Linked DNA regions of Mus musculus: region 1 is linked to region 2. Evidence: chromatin contacts called from public HiChIP or PLAC-seq data. All regions are on one chromosome and are shown on one strand. The core of a region is the stretch at or near the end of the contact, and the rest is flanking DNA. Distances in the headings are between cores, read along the strand shown. Region 1 has its middle 41 kb from the start of Thbs2. Region 2 overlaps Smoc2 (SPARC related modular calcium binding 2).

Region 1 (4,989 bases), core at 1,378-3,877, 400 kb after region 2:
AGACTGACTATCTATAACTGGGCTATATAAACTAGATTGGCTATTCATAATTGGGCTATATAAACTAGCTGAGCAGTGATAGGGTGAGCCAGTATACAGCCTTCTTTCCTTGAGCTCTTTCCTTGACTGTCCTCAAAGGCAGGGCTGTGACAGGGAACAATAAGCTGAGTCAGCCCTTTCCTCCCCAAGTTGCTTTTGGCCATGGTAGTTATCACAACAGGAAGCAAACCTGAATGGTCCACTTTTAATATAACATCCTCAAACTTCTCTAATATAAAAAGACACATGTATAGTCCTGTTTCCATTTTCATCCTATTAGCTTTAATGAAGAAGAGCTGTGTATCACAGAACCACACCAGAGAACATCGTATTTAATTCATGTTCCTAAAAGAATGTCCCAAAGCAAACAGAAAGAAGCTGACAATTTAAAAGAAGCATTTTTATTTATTTGCCTGTGTGAGTATATTGTCATGTGAGTGCCAGAGGCCAGAAGAGAACATTGGATTCCCTGGAATTGGAATTAAAGGTGATTGTAAGCCACCAGACATGCGTGCTGCGAATTGAACTCCAATCCTCTGCAAGAGCGGGGGAACTCTTAACTGCTGAGCCATCTCTCCAGCCCCAACTCTGGGGTGTTGGTTTTGATATGCTATGTGACAGTACTTGTGTATTTCTTCTCCTTCCTTCCATGAAGTGAACTTGTCAAGTAGGAATTTCTGTCTCTAACTTAAAGTTGACAAAAATCAAGCCATCAAAGGAATTTGTCCCCAAGTCACAGGCCTAGTGCCAAGATAAGCCAATCCCTTTGCACAGTGGACTGCAGGGATGCACAACAGTTTGGCTGTATCTGTGATATCTCGTGTACTCCTCGGCTTCTCTCCAAGCCCAAGGAGATTTCTTTCCTTTCCTTTGTGCGGTGACAACCTGTCTTCCATTTTCTGTTTCCATTGTCACATTAACCAAACGCATTCTGCTTTGATCTCCCAAAGGAGTGACTCAGACTGTAGACGTAGGCTTTTCTGTGAAATTTCCAAAAAGATAAAAACCAACGTTTAAACTCAATCTGTTTCCTGTGTGGCACTCCAGAGGATGATTTCAGGAGACAGACATGCGTGTGGGAACAACCGACGGGCGCCTCTTCCTACAGGCTTCGAAGCTGCAAACAAGCTCTCAGCCTGATGCAAGAGTGTTATTGAAAAACCCAGAAAAACATTCCGTATCATTGCCTCCTGCTGAAGGGATGAGACCCAACTCAGATACAGGCTCTGACAGTTAGTGAATGGAGCCTCATCAAAGAAATCCCACTGAGAGCCCAGCGGAGATATTCACTGGGTTTTATAAACACACACATGCTCTTCAGATCCTTACCACACACAAAGAAATATTAAAAGTAGAACTGAAAAAGATTTTTGTGGCTTTTTATCCTAGGGAACTATTGCCTAGCAGCTTCCTAAAACTAAGCGACGTGACATAGGTTCTCAGTAGTGTAACTCGTAAGGCAAACAATAAGTCTGAGAAGGAGAAGACAGACACTGAGCACCAGCTGCCTTAAAGTCACAGCCTGGTCCCTGACCTAAGTCCAAATCCTCCAGAGGGAACATTGCTTTGTGACTGGCCTATTCATGTATGTCCATGTATGTGCGTGCATGTGTGTGTATGTGTGTGTGTGTGTGTGTGTAATGTTCAAATGAGTTTCTTTATGTGTGTGTGCTAACAGTGTATGTATGCACCTATCTGTATCTGTTACTGTATAAGTGTGGAGTATGTGTGTGTGTGCTCAAAGTGTGTATATGCAACTATCTATGTATCTGTGTCTGTGTGTGTAAATGTGCAGTGCACGTGTATGTGTGTGTGCTCAAAAGTGTTTATATGTGTGCATGTGCTAAAAGTGTATGTGTGTGCCTATCTATATATCTGTGATTGTGTAAGTGTGGGGTGTGTGTTTTTAAATGTGTTTCTGTGTATGTATGTGTGTATAGGCACTTATCTATGTATCTGTGACTGTGTGTGTGTCATGTGTTTGTGTGTGTGTGTGTGTAAGAAGTATATCCCTATAGTGTAAACTATTAAAGAATAAAGAGTTCTGACACTTGGAGAAACAGGCATGGCAGGATTTCTCTCCCCATGGTAGTGTAGGTTGTGTGGGTTTCTTTTTTCCATGTAGCAAAGTTCCCAAAGGAGGGATTGAATAATAGATGATGGTTTAAACTCTAGAATGAAACACGTATCAGAACCTAGTCCATGTTGGGTGGGTAGCCAAGTGGTCATGTTACGAAGAGGTGAATAAGGCTCATACTCTGCTTTTAAAAAGATCAGTAGAAAAGCAGAATTAGCAACTGGGTCATGACAGCTGCATTACGGCGTGTTAACTAAGAAGTTGGGCTCTGGGTATGTTTATCTCACCGTGAGATCAGGAAACACTAGTGAAACACTGCAGTCCCAGCATGTGCTGAACTGGGATAAAGTGGAGCTCACTACCTGATCTCTGTAGAGTGAGATAAAGCCCCATATGAGATATATTCATACAGTCGCCTATAAAAAACAGCTGGGTTATAACTGTTAAAGGAGGAATGACACCAAATAAAACTTAAGAGTTTGTATGAGCGAAGGGTGATTCATGATTTGACTCATAATCTCCTTCCAGATTTGTGCTAAGGCCAGAAGGAGGTTATGGCCTCTGATTCCCGGGCTTCTCAGGCCGGGTACAAAAGCACAGGAGAAAAAGAACTGATTGCCACCACTGGCAGTCTGCTCCACGCTGCCATGGCCTGCCACATGGCCAGGATCAGCTCATTGGCTAAATCATGATTCACAATTATTCAATTGTGAGATGCCTCTAAGTTCACATTTGACAGTGTCAGGGTTCACAGAACCAGCCGAGACTGGGGCATCCTGCTGACCTGTTTTTCCAATCCAGTCTCAGAAATTCCCTCTGAGTCTTGACCTACTGACCAAGAGGACAGTATAGGAGCCACTCAGTCACCAGCATGGCTGCTTTGTCTCTGTCTCTAAGTGAGACTCACAAGGCATACCAGGCCACAGAGAAAGCCTTGTGTTGTTCCTTCCGCTATCTAGCCTGCTGCCTGTTACGGTAACTACAAATCTGCATGGGAGAACGGGGACAGCGTACAGGGCAGCAGAGGTTACAGGAGGAACTCGGAAGATTCCTTCTAGATACCGGAGGCTTTGCTGCCATCCAGGCCTCAGCAGCCAAATGATAGAAACAACAGACAGTTAGATATTAGTCCCTGGGAGAAAACTATGGGCATCTGTGAGTACAGAGGATATGAGTCAAGGGTCCAAGGTGTGATCCCAGAGCCATCTTCCCGGCTACAGTTTGAAGGGCTCTGGCTGAGGAAGCCTGTCTTTGAAAGCTCCTTCAGTGCCTGTAGCCATGACAGATGCCACTCAGCTGTCCAGCCCCATTATGCAGGGCTTTAGGCGCTCCTCAATCTACAGATGCTGGCACCATAGAGAAGCAATAGAACCAGGAAATAGCATCACCAAGAACTCTGAAGTTCCCAAAGGGAGTATAGTATTTTCTTTATAACTGTCCTCATTTCTGCCAGAGATCATCACAGCAAGACCAAGTTAATTTAGGCTCATTAAACACAACTTGGATACTTACAGAAGTGCAGAACGGCCTCTGGCTCACCACATGGTGTATGTCTAGTTGGTTGCAACTTTCACAAGGACTCTCTGAGCCACTCAGTACTAGAAAGGTAAGCATGTTAACTACTTTGAGACATCCTGGGAGTCCTCTGAGATACCCAGAGTTAGATATTTCTCCCAGGGACTAATAGCAAAAGAACTCTGTTTACAATGTCATTGTGAGATGGTTTAAAACACTGTATTAAGTAAGGCTACAAGTCACTATGGAGCCCTGCTTGGTTTCCCAAAGGTACAAACACAAGACCTAAAACCAAATACAGAAAGTTAGAGAGTTGTAGAAAATCCTGTCAGTATTAAGAAAGATACTCATCTCCCTCAGGTGAGTAGAGGCAGGGAAAGCTGGTGGTTAACACAGGGGATGGTTTTGATGTTTTAGCTTCATTCAAAGCTTCATTTGCCCTAACCTGAGGTCAGGTAGACATGGTGACTAGATTCTTAGAAGAGTTGCCGGCATGCTTAGAGCAATGCACACACACATCATGCTTGGAGCAGTGCACACACATACACACATACGCACACAGAAGCAAATGCACTACAGCCATTCACACTTGCATTTTATACATAATTGTTTACACACACACACACACACACACACATACACACTCCAGTGCCTTCCTGCAGGCCCTGACCAGCACAACAGTCCATCCCTGATTACTAGTGAAGTCAAACAAAGAGGAAGAGGCCCTTCCTCCCTGCCTCTGATGATGATCTTCACAGAAAAGCAACAGCTTCCTCAAGACCATCCTTACTCCAGTAGCTGCTGTCTGTTTGTCCTTATTCCGGTAGCTGCTGTCTGTCTGTTTGGGAGAAATTGATACTTTGGGACAAAACACTTACTTTTATCTTAGTGTTATTTAGCATTTTCTCTATTTCCCAAGATCATCTCAAATGTACCTTTTTAAGTCGAAGGTCCAGTGGAATACTCCAGACATGAGTTCACTCTGACGGGAATCATCATGACATCCCATCCCACATGGCAGGTGTTCCTTTCTAGTTTCTGTTTCCAGCAATAGTTCAGGAATGAAGAATTCAAAGTCTTGGTCTAACTTTGAAATCTAGTCCTTGTGGAAAACCGCCACTTGGGCTGGATCTTTGCTAATGGCCTGTTGCATTCTGGGTGTTTTCCATGGCCTCAGATTCTACTTCTTGTGTACCCTCACCAAACTGATGTGGACAAGTGGATGCCAAAGTATTTCTGAATCACCCAAGAGCTAAAAGAATGACTTTTTAGAATAGCATGAGGTTCTAAAAAGAAAGCCACCCTCAGAAGCAATGGAACTTACAACATTTCTCTGTGATCAAAACTACCATAAAGTA
Region 2 (4,993 bases), core at 1,012-3,511:
CCAAAGACTTTTGTCTACATGTTGGGGCAGGGGACAGCTCACCATAGGGACACACTTGGGCCTGAATCATTTGAAAATATAACCACAGAGGCTCGAGTCACCAGCTTGAATGACCCATTGTTTTCCTTGGCCAAAAAAAGCAAAAGATCCGGCATTTATATACATGGGTTTTCAAAGAGAAAGTGGGTCTTTGCTCACTGTTGAGTTTCCAGACATTTATGTGTGATATTTTATTACTCAGACAGGAGCTTGATGTACTGAAAGTAACAAGCCTGGCGGCCTCGCAGTCTATAAAATGGTCCCTTTTCCACTAATATTTTACCAAAAAAGGTTATAGATGATTCAGATCATTTTTATGTGAAAATGGTCTCCCGCCCGGGCCTGACTAACTTGCTGTCTGCTGAAGGAGTCTGTCTGATGAAGCTGAGCGTTCTTGTCATCCAAGTCTTTGGGTTGTAATATGAAAATAGGGCTAGGAACGTAAGGCACACATTTCTCCAAGTTTGCCACTTGAGGGTTGAAATGTTCGTGTCTGGAGCTAACTGTCAGACTTATTTTCTATTTAAGGGCCAGGCACTGCCTGCAGAGATTCCATTTCTTACTGTGGTCCAGGCAGAGGAACTGGGCACGGGATCGTTGGCTGTGGCCTCCTCAGGTCTTTGCGACAAACCCTGTATTTTAGAGCCTGTTCATCTCTGAAACCGACATGTTCTATGTTATGTAGAGTGGAAATACATTTGTTTATTTCAAGACTGTTTTACCACTGAAACCTACAATGGGCTATTTTTTCCCTATGAGCTGATGTTTACATTGAATAGTTCCTGTACAGAGTTCTGGAGGATAAGACAGACCTGCTCCCCTGGGAGAAAGCAGAGGGCAGGGAAATAGGGTTCCATGCCTTCTGAAATTTAGGGGAGGGATGTGGGGGAATTGGGCATCCTACTCTCACCCCACAGAGACAAAACTGACAATGTAGCCTTACATAATACAGTGGACATCTTCCTTCGTCGTGACACAGCCTGATGGAGAAATGGGGTAGTGGGCTTCCTTTTACACTGGGCTGGCCTTGATAGCAGGTGAGAGTGGCCCTGATATTGTCTGCACATCCCAGGGAGCTTATGCTTTGGATATTCCCATGTTATCAGCAACCAGGCGATGTTCAGCACAGGTGGTGCACAACACAGGTGTGTGTAGGTGGTGTATGACACAGGTGGTACATACTGTTCTCCAGTTATAAATTATTTGTTAAACTGGGGTAAATTAGGTTAGAAATGGGCAGAAGACAGCAAATTTTTGTCAGAATTTTATACACACACACACACACACAAACACACACACATATGTATACATATGTATGTATGTACATGTCTAAATGTGGGTGTATGTGTGTATATGTAGGTATTGTATGTACATGGTATATGTGTGCATGTATGTATATATATATATATATGTGTGTATATATACACATTCACATGTTTACACATGGGTGTATATATGTATATGTGAAGTACATGTAAGTATGTGCCTGTGTATACATGGTATGTATGTGCATGTATATACATAATATATATGTGTACATGGTATATATGTATGTGTAATATGTTTACATGTATGTATGCCAATATGTGTATGTGTGCACATGTGTGTGTATGAATTTGTGTCTGTATGTGCTTATTAGGACCATGTGTAAACATACTCTGTAGCATCTAAGTGGGGATAGAGGCTGGTGTCCCTTCTATGTCTGTACCCAATGACATAGTACAGAACTCCTCCCCAAGCCCTTAGTTGAACCAGGAAGACCTGGTATGCTGAAGCCATCGATGAAGAATAGCTCAGTTCCAAAGTGGTCAAAGCAGTAGAGGAGGGTGTCCTTGTGTCTTCATACCAGGGCATCAAGGTTAGAGTCCCACTAGGACTCTCAGAACATGGGGTTGGAGACAGAAACCCAGAGGTGACTGTGTGGCAAGGGAGAGGACAGAACAATAGACCACCCATGGCAGTGTGTAAGCTGGTCACTCAGGACCCAGCACTTTCCTTCTGGGAATGGACCCTGGAGGAACACAGCTGGGTGGTGCAGACATGTGGCTGGCCTACAGCAACACTAGCTGTAAAAGCCAAACCCTGGGACTGCCTGTAGGATAACACAACACAGAGTGCTAGCCTCACAGTAGGATAAACATCAGTGCAGACAGTTACACACTCCCTGTCTCTCTCACTGGTGCCACGGAGCTGACAGCTGTGTGAGTCAGAAGACACAGGAAAGCACAACATGGGGCAGGGAATTTACAGCTCTGAGGAGACAAAACCAGCCCTGGCCTGGAGGTGTCCAGCAGTGACCACAGAGGAATGGAGCTGATAGACGGACATACAATAAAAGGGATTTGTCATATTGCCTTACATCCTGTGACCAGGATAGCCAGGCAGCGGCTGTCTCCAGAACCCAGTAGCTGATCAGTCCCCGAGGCTGGATACCCTGATCCAACTCCCCCTCTCACAGATATGCAGAGTGGCTGATGTCTTTGTCGCTGCCAGATCCAGTTGACTGACATCCCACTGGGCTTGGACATCTTTGTTTACATTATGAATCTGGATCCACAATTGTCTTGAGGGATCAGGATGGAAAAGCCCTAATTCCTTTCTTATAAAAAGCCAGTCTCCTTCACGGGTTTCCATGGTGCCAACCTCCACTGTCAGCCACTACTTGAACTAATAAGTAATTAACCTCAGATCGTAAACCAGTGACCTCCTCATCCTTCTGATCCCCTGTGGCGACATAGGTGTGAGGGGCAGAGGGCTCAGGCAGAAGAGACAGTGTAGAGATGTCAACCTTTACCTCCTCTTTCTGTCTTACTCCTCAATGGGCATTCCTGAGCCACCAGCCTCTTCCCACCACAGGGCAGTGCTTGGCCAGTTCTTGCAGTATTCCTGTCTGGATTTGTTTTGCAAGAAACCCACTCACTGTTCACTGTTACTGCTGCTACTGCCAAGCACTGGCCACCAGCGAGTGGAGCCTGGCAGACTCTGGTGCAGCCTGGAGCCTGGGCCAGCAATGGACAAGCATTGCAAGCACTGCAGACACATACAGAATACCATCTGCTATCGCAGAGGGGTGGTTCTCATAAATAAGGGCAGGTCTGGCAGGTGTAGCAGAGGGTCTCATTTCTGAGTGCTATGGACTCTGATGCCTTCTGGATTATGTCTGTGCATCTATCAGGTATACAAAAGGGAGATGTCCTGAGGAAGACTCCTGAGGTTGTGGTGTTGGTGGGGACAGCTTCAAGAAGAGTGGTGAAGCAGTTTGAGAAAGCCAATGACTAAGGCCATGGTGTTGTGGCCATGGAACCTCTGCTCTAATGAGTTGGCAGCTCCTTCACTGTCTACGTGTAGAGCACACAGAGTGATGTCACTTTGAGGGGACAGTCAACATTGTTGCTGCTGGCTTGCTTCTATATGAGGTCACCACAGTACCCATTTGCTGCTTTGTGGTTGTGGCATTCTTGAGGCAGTCTTGCTCTGTAGTGTAGGCCAGTCTCAAATTTGAAAGTCCCCTGTGCCTCAGCCAAGTACTGGGGTTACAGGCGTCATACACTCTGCCTACTTTGTAGGCGAGAAAATAGGTTTAAAGGGGGTAAATCCAGACGTCGGCCAGGTCGCAGAGCTGAGATGCACTGAGGGCCACATCCTCTCCTCTCCTACCATGCTGTGTCTTTCAATACCAGCTTAATCTTTCACATCATGCTCATGGCCTCTTGCTAGAGAATGAGAGAGCAGAAGCCATCGGCAGCTGCTAAGTGACAAAGGAAAATGTTTATCCTAACACAGAGAGCACAGTCCATTTTTTCTTTTCTTCCTCCAACCTTTCTGCCCTCTCCAGTGCCTCTCCCAAGAAAAGGCATATGATCTGTGGAGTTGGTGATTTCTAGGGCGATTCTTGCTGTGTTAACTGTCCTCTGTGGGAGACACTGGCTCTTTTAGGTGAGTGAGTGCCACCTGTCTGAACAGATGCCACCACACCAACCAGCTGCTTCCATGGTGTCCATAGCATACACTTCACCCCTTACTTGGGAAAAGAGCTAGCATGTTCTTAGGGCACTGCCCTCTGTGAGGCTGTGGGTAGCCCTTTGTTCTTGCCATGCGGCTGGATCTGTATTTTAACCAGCTACCAGGGCTGCAAGCTCAAGAGTCCAGTACTTCTCTGTAATACATGGGCCACACCCCTATAACACCCTTTACAGTTGCTAAACATGGCACCTTACTTAAAAGACCCCTTTCACAAGGCAGAGGCTCACTGATAGAGGACATTTAGTGTGCTCTTCTGGTGCTGGTCCGGGGAGTGACACATCATGGGCAGCCCACTGTGGATAGTAATGGCAAGCAAGCTCTGTGAGAAATCCCAGCTGCCCTGTTGGTCCTGGATTTCCTTGGTTCTCCCACTATCTTGGCTGTCGATCTGTGATCAGTTCCCTTCCCAGTCCTTGATGACAGAACCTTGCAGGGAGGCTGGGACAGAAAGCCATGGAGTCTTTGATCCTGGACAGAATCCAGATCCCACCAAATCAAACTCCTTATTTCACAATGTTTGGATGGCATTGTGTGTGATCGGGGACACTTGGTTCTATAGTGAAGCTCTTTTCGACAGATGACGACCAAGATGGAACTATTTCTGGCTTAACCATAAATGCTGAGGGCCTGATTAACTCAGTGCTGGATCTTCCCAGAGAAACTGGGGTGCCCTGGGGAGAGTTCTGGCTTCTCCGAGGGAACGACCCACCCCCAACTCCCCAGGGGAGAGAGTGGTGGTGGTAAGCTGTCAAGTCTTTTCCTGATCTTGTCTCTAATCAGCTTTCTGGTCAGCAGCTTGCTCCGTCTCCTCCTCAGATTACAAAAGATTATCGTAATTCAGTCCCGAGAATCTCTCTCAAGGGAGTAGTTTAATCATCTAGAATATTTATATTTCATTCACAAATTAAAACCCTTCCACACACAAATGCTC

The links. HiChIP or PLAC-seq counts read pairs in DNA pulled down with a chosen protein or histone mark.
Region 1: a CTCF HiChIP or PLAC-seq map of the NIH/3T3 cell line shows a contact between it and region 2, with 6 read pairs. The contact joins two enhancer-like sites.

What each region holds. Positions count from the first base shown.
Region 1 is chr17:14,733,059-14,738,047 of GRCm38.p6, forward strand. No RefSeq gene overlaps it. Among named protein-coding and RNA genes, the nearest start is that of Thbs2, 41 kb to the left of the region's middle. Within about 2 kb of position 2,628, at least 42 of the 459 cell types and tissues checked have an H3K27ac peak or open chromatin away from gene starts, as enhancers often do. A contact at or near this core is called in the NIH/3T3 cell line, where this site is marked.
Region 2 is chr17:14,337,925-14,342,917 of GRCm38.p6, forward strand. All of the region lies in intron 4 of Smoc2 (SPARC related modular calcium binding 2), which reads left to right. Among named protein-coding and RNA genes, the nearest start is that of 4930474M22Rik, 59 kb to the right of the region's middle. Within about 2 kb of position 2,262, at least 49 of the 459 cell types and tissues checked have an H3K27ac peak or open chromatin away from gene starts, as enhancers often do. A contact at or near this core is called in the NIH/3T3 cell line, where this site is marked.